Linked DNA regions of Gasterosteus aculeatus: region 1 is linked to region 2. Evidence: chromatin contacts called from public Hi-C data. All regions are on one chromosome and are shown on one strand. The core of a region is the stretch at or near the end of the contact, and the rest is flanking DNA. Distances in the headings are between cores, read along the strand shown.

What was found. A called contact is a pair of places that touch in the nucleus more often than the background predicts.
Region 1: a contact with region 2 is called in a Hi-C map of skeletal muscle, with 9 times the contacts expected there. The contact joins two enhancer-like sites. A contact is called at or near these places in 4 of 6 Hi-C or Micro-C datasets (skeletal muscle, tail fin and whole body).

The regions. Positions count from the first base shown.
Region 1 is chr8:3,018,972-3,023,530 of fGasAcu3.hap1.1, forward strand. It overlaps patj (PATJ crumbs cell polarity complex component), which reads left to right. Exons shown (of 44, transcript XM_078108008.1): 17 at 302-493. Among protein-coding and RNA genes, the nearest start is that of patj, 20 kb to the left of the region's middle. Within about 2 kb of position 2,245, at least 1 of the 9 cell types and tissues checked has open chromatin away from gene starts, as enhancers often do.
Region 2 is chr8:2,875,110-2,879,600 of fGasAcu3.hap1.1, forward strand. All of the region lies in intron 1 of nfia (nuclear factor I/A), which reads left to right. Among protein-coding and RNA genes, the nearest start is that of nfia, 26 kb to the left of the region's middle. Within about 2 kb of position 2,717, at least 2 of the 9 cell types and tissues checked have open chromatin away from gene starts, as enhancers often do.

The sequences.
Region 1 (4,559 bases), core at 995-3,494, 140 kb after region 2:
CTCTAATTTGAGAATTTGATTTTGTGACCTTCTTTAGAATTATAGTTCACAAAATATATTGTTTGTGTATTGGAATGTTTTGTATTCAGTATAAGTTTATTTAGCTATATTGCTGCACAATATCTCATTGTTGTACAGGGACATAGCCTTATTGTGTGTGCGTGCGTACATGCATGCTTGAAGAGCATTCCACTAGGATAATTTCTATATTATCATTATTCTAATAATACTGATGATGATTTGGTCTTAAGATAACCAACTTTTTTATTCTTGCTTGTCTGTTGTCACTGTTGTGTGTCAGGAGGAGCGTGCATCCCCTGTAGAGATGGTGCTGATGAAGGATCAGTACAACCATGAGGAGGACGAGAACAAGGAGGAGCAGGCTGAAGATGAAGATGATGAAGAGCTGACCCAGTGGTCTCCAGACGTTCAGATCCTTGAGCTGCAGAAGGAGAGAGACAAAGGGCTTGGCTTCAGCATCCTTGATTACCAGGTAAGCACACAACTGTCCTCCAACCGCTGCTACAACATCCGCTCATTCTGCCCGTCTCCTTTTCCCTTTTCTTTACATTTAGAATTGACCTGTCAAACCAAACAATATACTGCACATTGCAGTTAACGATTTGGTCCTATATTCCTACTAAATTTGAAAACAAGATGTATCTAAAACAGCAAGGATTCATCCCAAATGGGCCAGACGTCTGCTTATTTCAGGAGGTGACTTCTGAGAACCGGTGAAAAGTAAAGTGCCTTTCACCTAGCATTCTCTTTCATGGCCATCAGAGGGCAACTAGACCATAAATCAGGGTACATTTTAAGACTCTAGCAACCTGTAGTGTAGAGATTTTCCATCTGTACCAAAGTATTGGATCTCACTGATACAGTTTGTCCGACATACGTGTGATGTCGCCTCCAGGTGATCGACCTGAAGCAAGTTAAATCGACTTCTGTTCCTTTTTGATTTTTATGCTTACTGACAGGCATCATGTTCAGCACAGCCTCTGTCTGCAGGGCAGCTTTGTGAGGCCGGTCGGTTTGCCCCCCCCCACCGTTTCAGCACTTTAGGCACGGCTTCACCTTCGAGACCTCCCCCTCCCCCTGAGTCGGCCCCAGCTGATGCAGCACTTTGGGGGGAGGAGATGTATTTGACAAACAGGACATCCTTTAGCTTCATCTCGAGGAGACGGTCCCCTGTAAGTTCCGGCCGTGGACTTGTGGAAGCAGAACTAGCAGTTTTTAAAATGTGAACTCTGACCTCAGCCTTGGACAAAAGCAGGCAGGCGTCGTTATATCAGATAATTAAATTATGCCCCAGCACCCAGTGATAATAATTACATTTAAAATATGTGAATATTTGTCCATTCCCTTAGTGTATTGTATGCTTACAATCCATAAGACATTTGCAGACTCTTTGTTAAATGTTTCCATATATATCTGTTTTATATGATTTAGTGAATAGTCTCCCTGTGTTGTGTCAGTCAAGCCCACTGCTCCTCAAGCTGAGGATGGCTTAAATACACAGGTCATATTTCTAGTATGAATACGGGGATAAAATAACAGGATTATGTTACTATCAGCATCCACAGTGTAGAACACCCAGAAATAAAGACGCAGCCTTGTTCTCGTATAAAGGAGCTGTGACTCAAAAGCGCTTCTAGTTTCAACCCCAAAATCTCTGCTGGGATCCCCCAGCTCTTCCAGTCCATATTGGGCAAGGATTCAAATTAGTTTAGAGTGGTCGGAGTACTAGAAAGGTGCTGTGCAAGTCTGTTTACCCTTTAACGTATTGCAGGCTTAGTTGTGAGAACTCGCTTCTGTTGTAAACCTTCAGAGGCTCTCTCCGTCCTCTGGGCTTACAGAGGGATGTGATCGGTTGTACTTGTACTAGAGGTCCAGTCATCACAAAGACAAAGTGGGTAATGTTGGATTTATGATGACAGTGATAGTCCTTTGTAACATATAACATACAAGTAGATAAGCATTCGGTCTAAAAAAAAGGCACTTTTTAAAAGGAAACCCTGCAGCGAACTACGCTGAGGTGACTGAGTGTAGAGTGGGATTCTGTACGTATCCTGTATGCAATCTCATGAAGCACGGTTCATTCAGTCTCAATAGGTCAGCAGCCTCGCACTAAACTACCAATCAAAAACCACGTACAGATTTCTCCACCTCATAAATGATGTCATTGTGGGTGTGTGGGCTTCATGGCCGGCTGGTCTTGGCCTCAGCTTGAGTTCTGGACAAAGCAGCCTGTGTTCAGAGACCAGCTGCAACCAACACAGACGCACACATGTTTGCCTGTTACACTTATGAGCCCCTACTTTGGCATTTTGCATTTTCTATTTGCTATCTGGAATGTTATTGTAATGTAATGTTAATCTTGACCAAAAAAAGGCCTAAAACTCACTTTTCTCATCTCAAGCTTCTGTTTTCTGCAATTTTTGCTAATCCTCGCATTAATGGGAAAATTCCCTGCCACATGTTATATAATATCTTACATATGTAATACTATGCGTATTCCTTTGATTTAAACACTAGCTAAAGAAAAATAACTAATAAGATAAACATTTTCCATTCACAATTTTCTTTTAATCCAATCTTCACTTTTTCTCCCCCCCCCGAGTGTGTTGGTGAGGTGAGAACAATAAAATATAAATTCTATACACAGTTGAGTTTCCGACTCCGGCATTTCACCTCAGATTGAAACCCGACGCAACACTTTTCTCAAAATAAAAAGAAGCAACTTCTCTCCCTCTCTTTCCACTATATCTCTCGCCCAAGGGCACGTCGGGGCCGGTGTTCCTGCCAAAGTGTTTCCTGTTACTGACTCTGCGGCTGTCAGAGTCGAGTGAAAGATGGTTGCAGGCAATAAGAGAAGAGCTGGTCCGTCTGTCTGTCTTTCTCTGGACTCGGGCGGGTAGTTTTGCACTACAGCCCAACACCTTTAAACAAGACCATTTCATACCTTAAAACTGCGTTTTCTCCCACGCAACACGTGCAGGTCCACAGGAGCACAGACGCACTGAAAAAAGAGACTTTTGAGTTTTACAAATGTGCAGTTCATAGATTTGCAGAGTTTGAGATCAGCTAACTGTCGCCCATCGCTGTGTGGAATGCCAGTTTGCAGCCTTGTTTTGATCCTTTTGGCTTTCTTCGACCAGAGGCGACTGAGTGGCGCCGATTACAACCATTAGGATCCTTTTTAGGAGCCCAAAATGTTACAGATGCAGACAACTCCCAGAAACACAAACGGCGATTTGAATTTGAAAATATGAAATTATAAAATAACTGAAAAAATATAAGAACTTCAAAGTATCAAAATATATATATGGGAAAAACTAAGAAATATTTTTTCAAAACAATTGAACTTAATCATAATTATAACATTTCTATTTGTAATAACGGTTCTATTTCAAATGATCGATGATTGCGGCCTGGATTTTTCTTCATAGAAGACGCCCCATTTTCAAATCATGAAACTTGGCTCATTGCATGCTGGAGTATTGAGATTTGGAACTGACTTAAATGAAAAACCAAGCCAGAGTATTTAGACATTAGTGTTCGTCAACCTTTAGCCTTAAAGTTTACATTGAAAGTGAGAAGACGGGAAAAAGTATTGTAAGTTCGTGGTTCATATTAGGAAAACCTCTGCGTTCCCCAAAGGTCTACAGTATGTTTCGTATAGAAATGTAAAGTCTAAAGTTAAGTCTCAACGGTTCCTGTTTTATTCTCGCTTGCATCATAAAGGTCTTAAAACTTCTACAACAATGAGGAGTTTATTTTTTTTTGTATGCGAGTAGTGCATGGTAAAACTTTTACGTGGTAAAAGTACATTTTTAATTTCTTTTTCCCTTTCTCGCTTTCTCCTTCATTCCTGATAACTCCACTTTCTTTTGACAGCAGAGGCCTTTTCTTTTTCCGGAGGATCTTGTGGGAGTGGAGGACTTGGGTTCTGACTCCTCGCCACCTGTAGCCATGTTGTTCGGTCTAAAAATACGGCTGGGCTTTGTTCTGGCAGCCTCAAACTTGGCACGGCAGCTCGTGCAGCAGAGCGAGATGCCCAGGGATCAGTGCAGGAGAATTCACAAGACGTACGTCCGCTCTCACCACACAAAGCGCTCCAGTTGGTTTAGGGTTCTCTAGAGGGGTTTGGATTCGGGGCAGGACCTGGTTGCCCTCTCGGTTACTGAGGTTAAACAGTCGGAGCAGAGACGAGAGCTTGTTGAGAGTTCCTTTACTTTTGGACAAAGTTATGGGATAACTAGAGTTAGTTACGCTACACTGTCCATGAAAAGCAGATGTTATTAAAAAATACAGTGGTGGGTTATTGTACCCAGAAACTGTATATAGAACTAAACCCATTCCTCTGGGAAGGAGGCGGCGCTGGTAGTATCAGCGACCTGTCAATCCCAGTGAACATCACTTGTTCAATAAGAAACTAATGATGATACAACTTTATTCATCCACATGTGGTGGTACGGTAGAAAGAGAGAGTGCACATTAATTGAATATAGGCAATAAAACCACTTAATATTCTTAATATTACTGTATATGAATTA
Region 2 (4,491 bases), core at 1,467-3,966:
AACGTATTCATGCTCACATTATTCACGTATTTTATCTCACGTATGTGTCCCGGATTGGTTCCAGAAGCAGTTTTATTTTACATTTCTCGTAAAATTGCCAGAAAAGTCAAGGTCATGATCTTCAGCTTAATATAAAGCTTAATACTGAGAACATTTTAACATTATTTTACTCTGCCACAGCAGTTTCTGGAGGTCAGGGGTAAATAAAATATATCAACGAGCGCCTACGGAACAGCTTAAGACTGCAAGCATGAATACATTACTAAGCAAAAAGATTAAATAGGAAAGAAATAACAAACCCGAATATTAATACATGTATAACTATTTACCCCCTTGCCCCCGAGAAGTCTTACACTACAACATTTTTTTCTAAATACCGTACTTTGATAAAATAATAGCAATTTGGAATCAGGATCTTAAAGATATAAATTTTATGGAAACGCTTTCTTTGTCCTCTGTAAGTTGAAAATAATTTTGGCGCAAAAATCTGCTAAAATAAACAAGTAAACAAGGTGAGCAACTGCTTATGAGTATAAATGCTTTCATAGAGTGCAGTACTGGGCTCCATGAGTTCCATTACCAGTCCGCAGGTGCACTGGTTCACTGGTTTCCTGCCATAGACGGGACAGAAGGAGGTGGAGGGGGTGTTTGGGTGGAGGAGTTTGTAGGGGGGGGGGTCCAGCATATGCCGGGCCTGCTGACAGCTTGCCTACGTTCCCCATCGTCTTCGCCCGCAGGCTTCCTGCTTCTTCCTCTCAAGAAGGCAGAGTATTTTGAATTTTTTTTTTGGGCGGGGGGCTCCAGTCAGGTTGGGGTCCTGGTGAAACCTGGAGTGCGTGGGCAATCTGCCGCCGAGGGAAGAGCGAAGGCATTAATATAAACGTGTGTGTGTGTAAGAGAAAGCCAGGTTTAGAAATGTGAGACAAAAAAAAGAAGAGGACGAAGAAGAAGAATAAGAAAGAAAATGTGAGGAGCTAGTCTCTCGTCAGGGTCGACCTCCGACCCCTCGCTGCTTTCCCTTCAGCGCTTAACAGATATTTTGGTTAGCTTGTATGATGTGAAACTTTCTTCCTCGGCCGGATCCATAAACTGAACACACACAGAGTTTTGATACCACACACACACACACACACACACACACACACATAGCAGTGTCTCTCTGAGGGAGGCCGGAGGTGAGAGGAGGAGATGTGCCATCCTCTCACCGATGAACCGCTGACTCCGCTGGTTCTCTCTTACCTTCACCCTCCCTTTGGTCAGGATCAAGACCACGCTGCGTTCACGGCTCGCATCCTTTAAAAAACCTACAGTACTACTATTCATTTATGTGCAAATACCATGGACACCTCGCTTGTCCTTCCTCCAACCCCCCAAAACACTGCCATCTGCTACAGGGTTGGTTAGGGTAGCCTAGCTTAGCACGGCGACTAAATCAGAGGGTAAATAGAGGAGTCCAACCATAAACCATATGTATGGTGGACGGAGTCATCGGCGCACGTTGGTTTGTGGAATGCCGTTTTGGAACCTCGGGTTTGCTGATTTTGCTGACGCCGTCTTGGAATACGTCCGTTCAAATCAACAAATGGAGGTTACCACATTTGTAAAGGAGTGACGTAACGCCGCTGCATGCATGGCTCTGGTAGCAGCAGTGACCTGTCCCACCTGCCCACCCTAACGCATACCCTGCTCTATTTGACCCCAAACGGAATCATGCTGTATCAAAGCAGACCTGGAGCCTTGCAGCTCTGGTTTGGGAGCAGGAGCGTGTGTTTCTGATGCTGGTCGGGGTTCGCTTTCCCTCCGAATCCTGGAGATATTTGCGGTGGTATCACTCTCGTGCAACGGCATATGTGTCTCACACGTGCTGCGAGCACATACACGCTCACTTGCTCATCAATGAAAGTCGGTCAGAGGGGGGCGTTCGGGGAGGGGGGGGGGGGGTTCCGGCCTCTCCCCATTACTCTGCCAGGCCATCTGTTCATCCTGCCTCCCTCTCATCACACAACTGCCTTCCTGTTTCATCCTCTTCTTCTGTTGGAGCCACACAAACCCATCACACGCGCACAAACACACACACAATGCCACACACACACAAGCTTGGTTAAAGGTGCTGGACGAGTCTTGTGTCCTCCGAGCGAGACAAGTTCATCGTGCGATTGATTGATTGATTGATTGTCTTGGAGCAGAAACTCAAAAAGCGCTACAATAAAGCGGGAGAGGCAGGAAATCATGTCATGCACTGAAGTCTTTAAAACCCACCCACATGATCGCTGATGTCAAATCTGTGATCCCCGTCCATAAAAAGCTCTACTTCTGCTGTATTACCGACTATGAGTTGTCAAAGTAGATGTTTCTTCATGAAGCACTGTGCTCAAAGCCAATTAGTTAAGAGGATAGCATGTAGTGCTAATGTGTATTACTACGGTGCAGTTTTTAAGTCTTAAGTAAAGTTTTAATCGGGTGTTGACAAGAAGGAGTTTCTGTTCGGATACCAAAATGAGTATTTTAAAAAGAACATTTGGGACTCAGGCTGCTAGCGATTCCCCTTTGTGCTCCGGACACAAAACCATCTAAAAGAAGCCACAAAGCTCCGGCTCAGACCAGTCTTTTACCTTTTCATCACTCCGTTTTCCCGTCTCCTCCTCTCTCTCTCTGGTTGTGCGAGCTTGGCGAGGCTTGGTTTCAGGCCTGCTGCTGTTGGCTGATCTCCAGCCTGGCAGCAGCTCAGTGGGAGCAGGTGGAGCCTCCATCCCCCATCTCTCTCACACACACGCACACACACGCACGTTGTGGTCCTGCAGTATTTTTTAGCCCAAACCGCCGCCGACATCAGCCCGTCTCCATGGTGATGTCCATGTCGAGATTTTGAGTTTTTCCTCACGTCTGATTGGTCGACTGTTTGTAAGTGTTGTGGGATGTAACTCGAATCTCTCATAATAACCTGAACTCACTCTGATGTTGCTCCGACTTCATGTTCTCAGATCTTCTATTTCTTCTTGCTTCTTCACTTTCAGCCTTCCTCCTTTTTTTCTCTCCTTTTGTTCCTCCTTTCCCTCGTCTCTTTCCTCCCAAATTCTTTATCTTTCTGTCCATTGTTTCTTCTTCCCTCCTTTTCTCCTTCCACTTTTCTTCAGTTTCTTCTTGTGCTTCTGCTTTGTAGTCCTCTCCCATCCATTCCTCCTCCCTGTGCTCCCTTTTCTCTCATGCACTCTCCCTCCTTAAACATATTATCTGAAGCTGTTTGTAGATGCAGCTTTAAAAGTTTGAGATAATAATCAAACATTTTTATTTTGACGGTTTGGTTTTACATAACCACAAAGGATGTTTTGTTAACTGTCTCCAGGGCTCATTCCCGCTAAAGGGAACCACATATATACAAATTAAATCTTTTTAAATCTTAAAATATTTTCATTTGTGTCATTTAAGACACATTTATACAAACTGATGGTTCATCACCTACAGAAGCTTTGTGATTTCCTCTGGAGCTTCATTAAGTTGAGGGGGTGTAAACAAAGTTTGGTCGGTGAACACTGAGTTTGTGAAAAAGAAGAAAATCCATTCAGCGTATCTCAAAACGTTGTGTGAATTCAGGGATGATGCGTTGTCATGGCAACTGCTGCCACGTTGTGATGCTGATGGTGAGGGTCTGGCATGTAGATGAAGGAGAGCTGCAGTGTGAACGCAACCAGGTGTGTGTGTGAAGAGGTTGCACCTGGGGGAAGAGGTCGGTGTGTGTGTGTGTGTGTGTGTGTGTGTGTGTGTGTGAGCCTCTAGACAAAATGATAACTTTAACTAGATACCGAAGTCCTAACCTTCATAAAAGCCGCTGAAGAAGCAAAGGACAAAAAGCTGTTTTGCCACGCGGTCTGACTCTCGGAGCTCTTTGTTGTCTCGCCCTGTGGCCTGCTGGGAGATTTTTGGCAGCGAGGGAGAACGTCTTCTCAGTCAATCCGTGTGAAGCTATAAATGAATGAGTTGACAGCAGGGTTTATTGATGACTTGCTGCTGTGGGTCATTTTCTCTTAAATATTTTATTGTCATCCATATTATCTTTGTCCATTCCAAGTGGGATCAAAATATTTTGGATTACATTTAATGTATTATAGGACAAATGCAAGTACACCTAAATATATCTCCACATCCATGTATCGAACAAATTGTATTCTTTTAATTAGAGCTTTTTAGTATTTTCGTAAAAATACTGCAGATATTTTAAATGTTCAGACTTAAGAAATGTTAATGTTTTACCATAAATAGTTTCCCTGTGATATTAAGTGATAAAACACATCTGTCTTCATCTTAAATCTCTCTAATCTGAACGCAATGCGCTGCAGTGTCGGTGTGTTGGCTCTAGAGGGCGCCTCAGGCTTCTTTACTGACACACTGTCATTATTATTTTTATAATTGTATCACTTAACACAGCAACATTACGCGCAAGAAGTGGGGGAAGTATTTTAAAAAGAGGTAAGTAATGATGTTACATCACCATCA